Linked DNA regions of Sus scrofa: region 1 is linked to region 2. The links are chromatin contacts, called in public HiChIP or PLAC-seq maps. All regions are on one chromosome and are shown on one strand. The core of a region is the stretch at or near the end of the contact, and the rest is flanking DNA. Distances in the headings are between cores, read along the strand shown. Region 1 overlaps VRK3 (inactive serine/threonine-protein kinase VRK3). Region 2 has its middle 20 kb from the start of CPT1C.

Region 1 (5,432 bases), core at 2,858-5,357, 230 kb after region 2:
TTCCCAGGCTAGGGGTCGAATGAGAGCTACAGTTGCTGGCCTACACCACAGCCACAGCGATGCCAGATCCAAGCCATGTCTGCAATTTTCACCACAGCTCGAGGCAATGCCAGATCCTTAACCCACTAAGCAGGGCCAGGGATTGAACCCGCATCATCACGAATACTAGTTGGGTTCATTTCTGCTGTGCCACAACAGGAGTTACAGGAAGTAGGAGGAGGGAGAATTCAACCCAGCAGAGCTTCAGGAAACAGGTCCTAAATGAATGAATGAATAAATGAACAAAAGGGGGGTTCATCTATGTGCTGCTCTATCTGCCTAGAAATCCTGTCTTCCCCTTGCCTGCCTCGGAAACTCCTCCGCTCTCTGTAGAGCGGGTCAGGCATCTCTTAGGTAAGGGCTTCCAGCGGCCGAGGCCAGGTCAGCTGCCTTCCTTCTGCCCCCACAATGCCCCTGGGGGGCTGCCTCCACCTCACAGGCAGAACCTGCTGCCTGCCCGTGGGTGGGTCTCCAGGCTGGGGCTGCATCTGCCGACTTGTGAGCCCACCCAGAAGCCCAGGCCTGTGGATGAAGGTTCACGCCTCTTTCCTTAGTTGCTTGTCCCCCAACTAGCTCAGGAGCACGCACGATGCACCTACCACGTGCCGTACTGCAAACGCAGTGATGAAGAGAGTGGACGTGGTCCCTGCTCACACAGAGACTCGACTAAAGGTGGCACTCTGATGGAGTCTGTTACCTGCCACCGAGTGTCACTTCTCCCTTTTAATGGCAGAGGCCCAACTGTCAGCAGCCACAGCCTGGAGACATTTCCCGGCCCTCACTGCAGCTTGGGGTAGCCATGTGACTGGAGACATGTCACTTCTAGTTTTGTCCCTTAGATCAGGGACAATAGAGCTTGTCAAAGGGCCCCCTTATCCTGGGTCCCCTACCTTGGGATTGTGAATGAGAAGGAAGCAAACATCTACCTCGTTTGAGCCACAGCGTTTTGGGGGTCTCGTCACAAAAGCTCAGCAGAGCGCATCAAGGAGCAGTTCACAAACTTCAGTCACACTCATTGCTTCAGGGATTGGGCTGTATGCTCTGACCACCTGTGTTACTAATTCTGTGACTCATTTTCACCTGGTTTCGTTGCAAAAATGGAAAACCACCAGAAAACTAGAAAATAAGTTCAAAAAGAAATTCCAGGAGTTCCCATTGTGGCTCAGCGGGTTAGGAACCCAACGAGTACCCGTGAGGATGTAGATTCATTCCCTCGCCCTGCTCAGTGGGTTAAGGATCTGGCGTTACTCTGGCTGTGGCATAGACTAGAAGCTGCAGCTCCGATTCAATCCCTAGTCTGGGAAATTCTATACGCCACAGATGTGGCCCTTAAAAAAAAAAAAAAAAAGGCTCACTTCTGACACAGAGGTTGCCTGTGGAAGCCAGGAGCCAAGGGCTTGCCTCTCTGTCTCTCTCTCCTACAGAAATATTCAGACATTAGGGCCAAAGTGGGACCTCTTTCTTGCCTCACCACCCTTCTGGGGGCAATTCATCTGCCCCTATTGCCATCAGACCTGCCCTGGCCTTTAAAAGAGTGAGCATGCCCATACCTTGATGGGTACCCGGGGTTCTGACCTGGTGGTGCCGTCTGACCTCTGACATGCTGTGTGTCTGTCTCTTTACTGTCTATCTACCCCGTCAGAGTGTGAGTTCCCTGGGTGGCGTGGATGTTTGTCTTAGTTATTATTCCTGTATCTCCAGGCCTAGGACAGAGCCTGGTGTACGGGAGGTGCTTGACAGGCATCTGTTGAGTGGAGGACGGCTGCATCCCAAAGCCACCAACCCACCTGCGATAAGCCTCCCATACTTGGGAGACAGTAACGTTACGCTGAAAGGGCCTCCCCTGGAGTCGAATGGTCTTGGAGCACCTCTGACCAGCTGTGTGACCTGGGCTGATGACTTAAGCTCTCTGTGCCTCAGCTCAGGAGAGCACTTAGCTCAGAGTTGTTCTGAGGATGAAAAAGGGGAGCACTGGGTGTTCTGCCCAGTGCAGAAAAGCATACGGTAAATATTAGCCTTGAACAGGTCACTACAGGCAGGCCACTGTGACAGGAGTCCCTTCCTCTGAGCGTGAACAAGCAGGAAACCCGATGCAGTGGGGTGAGGGTGGGCTACCTGGGGAGCCTTCAGCTGGAGGAGGATGAGATTTGGGGCATGGCACCATTTATGACAATCACACACGGACATATGGGGTCAAAAATGGCATTGAATGAAAGAAAACGAGATTTAGAACACAACACTATTTATGCCAATCAAATACACCCATCATGTATATTATTTAAGGACAGAGACGGGTCTATACAAATTTATTTAAATGCAAGAATCAGCACCAGTAAACTCAGGAGTTCCCACTGTGGCTCAGTAGTAATGAATCTGACTAGTGTCCACGAGGATGCAGGTTTGATCCCTGGCCTCGCTCAGTGGGTTAAGGATCCGGTGTTGCTGTGAGCTGTGGTGTGGGTTGCAGGTGTGGCTCAGAACCTGCATTGCTGTGGCATAGGCTGGCAGCTATAGCTCTAACTGGACTCCTAGCCTGGGAACTTCCATATGCCATGGGTACGGCCCTAAAAACATAAAAGAAAAAAAAGGCAGCAGTAAACTCAATGCACATATAATCATGGGGTTAAACTTGAAGTGTTGAGTGAAAAAAGCCAGAAACAGGTGAGATTTTAGCAGAATACTATTTATGCAAGTTAGACACAAACAATGCCACCACCATCATGCAAGCAGAAAGATACAAATACATTCAAGCAAGCACAACAGTAGAACATACATTCAGGATGTTAAAGTAGGTATCCACAGTGGAGAGAGAAGATCGGGGAGGTAAAAGGGGCAAAATAAGATAAGAAAACCAGGGACACAGCATGTTGAGAATTGAGAAGCACAATGGACTCAATGTTGATCAGCGGAGGGTTTTCCCTTTTCCTGCTGTGCCTACTCTCCCTGGATAACCTCATTCTCTCCCAGGACTTCTGCTGACAACTCCTAAAACACTACTGAGATCTGAGGCTCCGTGAAGACTTCATTCCTGCCCTTCAGTCATGGAGAGCCAACCATCTCCTGGATGACTCCTCTTGGAGCTTCTCTCATGCCCCAAGCCTAGACCAGATCTTGAATCCCAACCTCTTGGACCTGAAGGGCTTCCCTGTGCCCATCCGTCCGCTGTCCTTGGTGCCTCTGCTTACCTCCCTCTGGGCCTAGCTGCCCTTTGTCCTTGGTGTTGAATCCCACGCTGAGCAGCACGCCCTCAGCAGCCCACCCCGGCTCTGTCCTTGGTGCTGAATCTCACCCCCAGGAGCTCCATTTTTGTCCACACTCTGCTGTCCTGTTGCTGAAAGTGCAAACCAGAACCAGCAGGATCTGGTGGTTTAACATGCAGAGGGAGAGGACATGTGGACACTGGAAGCCAGTGTTGCCAGATGCTGAGGCAGGGTCAGGCCCAACTGCTTAGATTGCCTGTGTGTCCACATAGGAATGAATGAATCATGGTGTCTTGCACACAGTGAGCATTTTCTACAGGCCAGGCTCTGTGCTGAGTGCTGTGCATCTGACTTCCTTGAATTCTTTGGGTGCTAACAGGATTCCATCTCATGGAGGACACTGAGGCCTGTGGAGGTTAAGCTGCCCACCCAACACCCTGCCGTGATGGGGCCAGAGTCTGATCCCAGGCAGTGTGGATCCAGGGCCCATACTCTTGCCTGCTGCATTCCAGAATGGACAGTAGAGCACACATCTGAGAACTGCAGAGGCCTTGGCTTTGCCAGATGCTGCCTCCCCATCCTTTCTGTTCCCTGTTGGATTCTGAGCTTCTGTCCCACCCGCAGGGGTGCCAGGCCAGTGCTGGGCTCTGCTGACCCCCAGACTCACTTCTGCTTCAGCTTCATGATATCCTCGGTGTTGGGAAGACAGTGTGTCCATGGCAGGGTCCCATAAAGCCACTTCAGCAAACAGTAGCCCAGGGTCTGGAGGTCACTGCGGCGGGAGGGGCCTGGGGAGGGAAGGAAGGCGGTGGTGGCTCTGTCCAGATGCTCTGCTTGCTGACACACCCACCCCTTCCTTCCCTCCTCTCTCTGCCCCCTCCCTTCCCCCCCACTTTCCTGAGAGAGGAAGGAGAGGGGAGAGAGACGGGAAGGAAGGGGAAGAGGGAGGAAGGGGTGGGGAGCTGGGAAGGACACTGAACTCAGCCTGGTTCAGCAGCAAAGAACAAAGGAGACAGCGCTTCTCTCCTTACACTTTCTAAATCACGTGATTCAGACAACACTTCATACAGGCATTCAACAGAGTTTTCTGTGTCGGACCTTCTGGCCACCAGCTGCTGGAGGCACTATCCCTTTCCTGGGAGAGTGTGGAGTGGGGAGGACACAGGCAGGCACACAGACGGCCATGAAACCAAGGGGGTTGGGGAGTTCTGCTATGGCACAGTGGACTAAGGATCTGGCATTGCTGCAGCTGTGGTGTAGGTTGCAGCTGAAGCTTGGACTCAATCCCTGGCCTGGGAATGTCCATATGCTGTGGGTGTGGCCAAAAAAGAGGGGGTGGTTTGGGAAAGAGAGGTAGAGACCGCCTCAAGGAATCTTTTCCTCTAAGTGCTCTCTCTCCCCACACACGTTCCTTAGATAGTCTCATCACTGTCCCTGGGCTTCAGATGACAACACCTGATATACTGCTGACATCTGAGTCTCTGTCCAAACCTCACTTGTGTGCTGCAGACAGCAACTCCTGGGTGACTCTTGGGCAACTCTCACGCTCCAAGTCTATACGGATGCTGACACAAACCTCTGGACCTGCAGGGGTTCTCTGTAGCCAACTGCTCACTGTCCTTGATGCTAAATAGCCGATGTGTACGGACGATACCCACGGTTCTGAATCCCTACCACAGCTCCCCGCTTAGGGTGACTGCTGGGTCTGGCCCTCTGCGGACTGTGGCTATGAAAACCTAGAGCTGCCCTTGTAGAGAAGAATGCTTCCATGGTACTGAACCCCGTTCTCTGGCCTCTTACCGCATCCCTTGTGCAGGTCCATGCTAATGAACTCAAGGTCCCCCTCATGTGGGCTCCTGCTGCCTTCGGTGTAGGCCACGTGCTTGCCGCCTGGAGAATAGCGGAAGGTGAAGCCGTAGCCTGCCAAGGTCACCTGCGTGGATGTGGGGAGAAGCCACAGAGCTTGAAGGTTAGCAACTCAGATTTTGGAACCAGAGATTTCAATCCTGGTTTGGATGTAGTCTGAAACACCCAAATGCCAAACGGTACAGGGGGGTGTGAAAACAACCCAAACCAACTGTCCCCATCACTGCTCAGACCCGTAAACCTACTGCCCAGAAGTAACCACTATCAGTAGTTTCTATTTTGCTTGTCTTTTTTTTTTTTCCTTCTTTTTAGGGCCGCACCTGCAGC
Region 2 (5,790 bases), core at 1,871-4,370:
ACATTTCTGCAGGGAAAAGATACAACTGAGCCCATGAAAAGATGTCCCTGGCAGGTTGCCAGGAGCGGGAGGAGGGGGCAGGGGGGAGGGAGGAGGTTTTGTTTAATGGGTACAGTTTCTGTTTGGGATGCTGAGGAGCTCTGCAAATAGTGGCAATGGCTACTACCCCATGGTAGGTGTAATTAATGTCACACTAAAATATGGTTTTAGTGTGACCATTGGACTTTTTTTTTTTTTTTTTTTTTTTTTTTTTTTTTTTTTTAGGGCCACACTGGTGGCATATGGGGTGGCTAGGGGTGGAATCAGAGCTGTTGCTGTCAGCCTACACCACAGCCACAGCAATGCGGGATCCAAGCCGCATCTTCGACCTACACCACCGCTCACGGCAACACCAGACACTTAACCCACTGAGCAAGACCAGGGATGAACCTGTGTCCTCATGGATGCTAGCCAGTTTCATTTCTGCTACGTGCCAGGCCTTCTTAAGCTTGGGTCTGGAGCAGCATCGCATCACTGCTGCCACATTCTACTGGTTAAAGCAGGTCACTGGGGCACATTGAAAGGAAGGGACAGACACAGGATGTGAATAGACTAGCCCAGTAGGTGTGTGTGTTTCTATGGCAACCTGCTTGAGGAGCGGAGTCCCTAGTTCCTACTTTCATGGTCACAGGAGATAATCCCTACGGTGGAGGGGTGCTTTTGCACTGTCGTTTCAGAGACTTTCCTGGAGATGTAGTAGCCCAGGGCCCACTCCTGCAACCCTTCCTGATGTTCCCGAGTCTGGACTCACACTGCTCCACTGCATGGCAGGCCAGTGAAGCAAGAGATGATTTGCTGGGGCAAGGAATAGTGACTCTTTTTTTTTTTTTATGGCTGCCCGTGGCCTGTGGAGTTCCCAGGCCAGGGATCAGATCCCAGGCACAATCACTACCTAAGTCGCAGCTGCGGCAAGGCCGAATCCTTAACCCACTGTGCCAGGCTGGGGATTGAACCTGTGTTCCAGGACTCCCAAGAAGCCAATGATCCCACTGCACCACAATGGAAACTCCAGAAATAGCAACTTTATTTGGAAAGCCAGTAGAATGAGAAGGTGGATTCCTGTCTCCATTTTCCTCCAGTTAGTATTCAGGCTTCTTTGATACTGAAAGGGGAGGGGGTGTGGTTGATCGTTGCAAACTTCTTTTTTTTTTTTTTTTTTGTCTTTTTTTGCCTTTTCTAGGGCTGCACCCACAGCATATGGAAAAAAAAAGACAAAAAGACAAAAAATAAATAAAATATTCTTTCCATTATGGCTTACCCAAGGATTCTTTTTTCTTTTCTTTTTTTTTTTTCTTTGTCTTTTTGCCATTTCATGGGCCGCTCCGGCGGCATATGGAGGTTCCCCGGCTAGGGGTCTAATCAGAGCTGTAGCCACCGGCCTACCAGAGCCACAGCAACTCGGGATCCGAGCCGCGTCTGCGACCTACACCACAGTTCACGGCAATGCCGGATCCTTAACCCACTGAGCAAGGCTAGGGATCGAACCCGAAACCTCGTGGTTCCTAGTCAGATTCGTTAACCACTGCGCCACGACCGGAACTCCCAAAGATTCTGAATATGGTTCCCAGTGCTATGTAAGAGGACCTTGCTGTTTATCTGTTCTATATGGGATAGTTTGCATCTACGAACCCCAAACTCCCACCTCCCTTCCCCTTGGCAACCACAAGTCTGTTCTCCTTGTCCATGAGTCTGTTTCTGTTTTGTAGATAGGTTCATTTGTGCCATATTTTAGATTCCGCATATAAGTGATATCATACGGCATTTGTCTTTCTCTTTCTGATTTACTTTGCTTAGTATGATCGTCTCTAGGTCCATCCATGTTACTGCAAATGGCATTATTTTGCTCTTTTTTATGGCTGAGTAGTATTCTATTGCGAATATGTACCATGTTTTTATCCATTCTTCTGTTGATAGACCTTTAAGTTGTTTCCATGTCTTGGCTATTGTGAGTAGGGCTGCTGTGAACATAGAGGTTTGAATTATTGTTTTGTCTGGATATATGCCCACGAGTGGGATTGCTGGGTCATATGGTAATTCCATTTTTAGTTTGAGAAAGCTTCTTTTTGCATCTGTTAATTTTCTCTCTTTTTTTTTTTTTTTTTTTTTTTTTTGGCCACCCCATGGCATATGGAGTTCCTGGGTGGGCTGGATTAGATCCAAGCCACCGTTGTGATCTCCACCTGCAGCAACGCTGGATCCTTTAACCCACTGTGCTGGGCAGCGGGAACTCCTGCATCTGTTGATTCTCACTTGCCTCCAGCTCAAAATAATCCTTGTTAAAGTGGTACATTTGGGGCTATATTTCTGATCCCTTCATTGCCACAGAGGTCCTAAAAATTCCTAGAAAATGAGATTCCTTGAGTGATGAAAGTGTTTTTCGGCTGCTAGGGGAGTGGCTCTTGGCTGAGGGGCCTCTTGGTAGTTTCAGAATGGGGCCTGGTCACCAAGAAGACCAAGTGATGATTAAAGTTTTAAGATTGTCTACTCTATGCCCTGGCCTTTGGGGATGGGAGAGGGGCTGGAGATGGAGGTCAGTCACAGTCATTAGTGGCCAATGATTGAATCAATTGTGTGCGTAGGTAATGAAACCTTCATAAAACCCCTAAACAAAAAGGGTTTGTTGAATTTCTTCTTCTTCTTCTTTTTTTTTTTTCTTTCTAAAGCCACACCTACAGTACATGGAGGTTCCCAGGCTAGGGGTCAAATTGAAGTTGCAGCTGCTGGCCTACGTCACAGCCACAGCAACAGCAACACCAGATCCAAGTCATGTCTGCTACCTACACCACAGCTCACAGCAATGACAGATCCTTGACCTACTGAGCAAGGCCAGGGATTGAACTCGCGTCCTCATGGATGCTAATCGGGTTCGTTAACCGCTGAGCCCCGACAGAAATTCCAATAACTCTTTAAAAGCCATATATGGGTCTTAACAGGGACTCTGCAAACCATCTTTCTTCTTTGCCAGCTGGCTGTTGTAGACTCTGCCGGTAGGGGGCACCAGAGAGACTGTAGAAACCTGGAGGAAGCAATAAGACTGGGCTCTTCCTGTTTGCTTTCTCTTGTTTATTTCCTGTCAGTTTCTTGTCCCCATTCGCATTTCCCAGCACAGCCTCTTTATCCCAGCGGAGACAGTTCCTTCCTGTAGCAGCAGCTGCTGAATCTAGTTTACAGGGTTTGGTTTTTTGTTTTTTTTTTTTACAAATCTTGCACACCCTCAGAGATGCCATCCGCATGTCAACAACCTTCCAGAGAAGATTCTAGTCCCAGGTGGTCCTCTGCGCTCAGACACACCTGCACCAGCAGAGCAACACCCACTCCTCATTGGCTGACTTTCATCTTCAGTGAGGCTCTCATCTAAGTGTTTAGTTTTCATCATTCTAACCTATATCCTTTGTTTTTTCTGGACCGGGATCTTTAGCTACTTCCCGTAGTTACTACCACCATGATACCCTAGGGCTGTCATATTGCCTTTTCAGTTGCCTAGTTACCAACCCTTTATACCTAGCAACATTTCTTTCTTTCTTTTTTTGGCCACACCCACAGCCTGTGGACGTTTCTGGGCCAGGGATCAAAGCCACTGCAGGGACAACACGGGATTCTGAACCCACTGCACCTCAAGAGAACTCAAATAGCCTTTTTTTTTTTTTTTTTTTGGTCTTTTTGCCTTTTCTGGGGTCGCTCCCGCGCCATATAGAGATTCCCAGGCTAGGGGTCTAATCGGAGCTGTAGCCACCGGCCTGCACCACAGCCACAGCAACTCTGGATCCGAGCCGCATCTGCAACCTACACCACAGCTCACGGCAACAGCAACCTGCATCACAGCTCACGGCAACAGCAACCTCATGGTTCCTAGTTGGATTTGTTAACCACTGAGCCACAACGGGAACTCCCTCCAATAGCCTTTCTTTACATGAAATCATCTTTGTTAAAATAACTGGTGTGATTTCTATCTCCTGAAGATACCTTGACCAACGCCAGGGTTTGCAGCAGGAAGCGGATTCTCAAAAATGGGGTTTGGGGAATTGTTTAGTTGGTTTCTAGGGTTCGAACCCTGTAATGATCTCCTGGCTAAGAGGTAGGATGCTTGTATCCACAGTCTGAAGCGGCATCGTGGGGAGTCATGCATTCGCACCACGTCGAGGTACCAGTGAATGGGGTGACTTGGGGGTTGAGTGGCTGCTGCATTTCACCACTATGGCACTAACAACAGCCGCAAGGACAGAGTGTTCAGTGGCTTCTTCTGAGTGCCCTCCCTGACATGCTTTTTTTTTTTTTTAATATGTGTTCCTTATTTTCCTTTTTTTTTTAGGGCCTCACCTGTGGCATATGGACATTCCCAGGCTAGGGATTCAATCAGAGCTGCAGCTGCTGGCCTACACCACAGCCACATCCACGCCAGATGCGAGCTGCATCTGTAACCTATGCCGCCACTTGTGGCAATGACAGATCCTTAACCTCCTGAGTGAGGCCCGGGATCGAACCTGCATCCTCATGGACACTGTGTTGGGGTCTTAACCCGCTGACCCACAACGGGAACTCCAGGACCCCTGACATGCTTAATGAAGGAATATTATGAGCATAGGTCTTTATTTTTTATTTATTTTTTTGTCTTTTTGCCATTTCTTGGGCTGCTCCCGTGGCATATGGAGGTTCCCAGGCTAGGGGTCTAATCGGAGATGTAGCCGCTGGCCTACACCACAGCTCAGGGCAACACCAGATCCTTAACCCACTGAGTGAGGCCAGGGATTGAACCTGCAACCTCATGGTTCCTAGTCGGAGCCACAAGGGGAAGTCCATGAGCGCTGGTCTTTAAACTTTCAGCTCCAATCACAGTCAGAGAGCCAAAGAGTTTCTACGAAAACCGTAAAAGAATTTCATATTTCTTGTAAACACAGGGCCAACACAGCTGAAAATTCTGCATAAACCAGAGGTGCATGGGTTCCAGAATCACATACAAATTTGAATTTAAAACTTCGCTAACTTTCTAACAGGAAGTTTTGGGCATTGATTGGGAAGGTGTGGGAACCTGAGTTTTACAGTGGTGACATCTGGTTGAACACAACTAAATCTGAACCTCTTGAGCCTCCTCTGTTCCCACTTTTCCACACTGGCTACCGACTCATTCCCCACTCGCCTTTTCAGTAAAACGCATCAAAAGAGTGATCTAGGGAATTCCCATTGTGGCTTAGCGGGTTAAGAACCTGACTAGGAACCATGATGTTGCAGATTCGATCCCTGGCTTCGCTCAGTGGATTCAGGATCCAGCGTTGCCACAAGCTGCGGTGGAGGTTGCAGATGTGGCTCAGGTCCTGAGTTTTGGTGGCTGTGGTATAGACTGGCAGCCACAGCTCTGATGCAGCGCTTAGCCTGGGAACTTCCATATGCCACAGGGATCACCCTAAAAAGAAAAATAAAAGTGACCTGAACCTACCATCTCTGAATGTTTGCCATGGATTCTGTTGTCAGTGTCACTCTTTCAGGCTTTCCTCACCGCCTCTCCAGTGGAGCTGCTTTTGTCTTTCAATCCAGTGGTCAGGTTTCAGTGTGCATCTTAGCTGGTTGATAGAAGCGGTCGTCAGCTGCTTACTCCCTCTTTGTTAATAACCTTTCCTTTTACTCCCAGGAGCCACCTTCGTGGGGTTTCTTCCTTCCTCCCTGGTTTCTCCTCATCGGTCTCCACTGTGATGAGTTCTGCCACTTGTCCCAGGCTTCTGAGTTTTGAACCTTTCCAGATTGCTTTTTTTTTCCCCC

The links. HiChIP or PLAC-seq counts read pairs in DNA pulled down with a chosen protein or histone mark.
Region 1: an H3K27ac HiChIP or PLAC-seq map of alveolar macrophages shows a contact between it and region 2. The contact joins two enhancer-like sites. A contact is called at or near these places in 5 of 47 Hi-C or Micro-C datasets (embryonic fibroblasts, fetal liver, mesenteric adipose tissue and 2 more) and 1 of 2 datasets of contacts at active chromatin or transcription factors (alveolar macrophages).

What each region holds. Positions count from the first base shown.
Region 1 is chr6:54,980,789-54,986,220 of Sscrofa11.1, forward strand. VRK3 (inactive serine/threonine-protein kinase VRK3) reads right to left here. Exons shown (of 16, transcript XM_013998683.2): 12 at 5,040-5,172; 13 at 3,907-4,027. Among named protein-coding and RNA genes, the nearest start is that of SIGLEC11, 19 kb to the left of the region's middle. Within about 2 kb of position 4,108, at least 5 of the 83 cell types and tissues checked have an H3K27ac peak or open chromatin away from gene starts, as enhancers often do. A contact at or near this core is called in alveolar macrophages and retroperitoneal adipose tissue, where this site is marked.
Region 2 is chr6:54,750,276-54,756,065 of Sscrofa11.1, forward strand. No RefSeq gene overlaps it. Among named protein-coding and RNA genes, the nearest start is that of CPT1C, 20 kb to the left of the region's middle. Within about 2 kb of position 3,121, at least 27 of the 83 cell types and tissues checked have an H3K27ac peak or open chromatin away from gene starts, as enhancers often do. A contact at or near this core is called in alveolar macrophages and retroperitoneal adipose tissue, where this site is marked.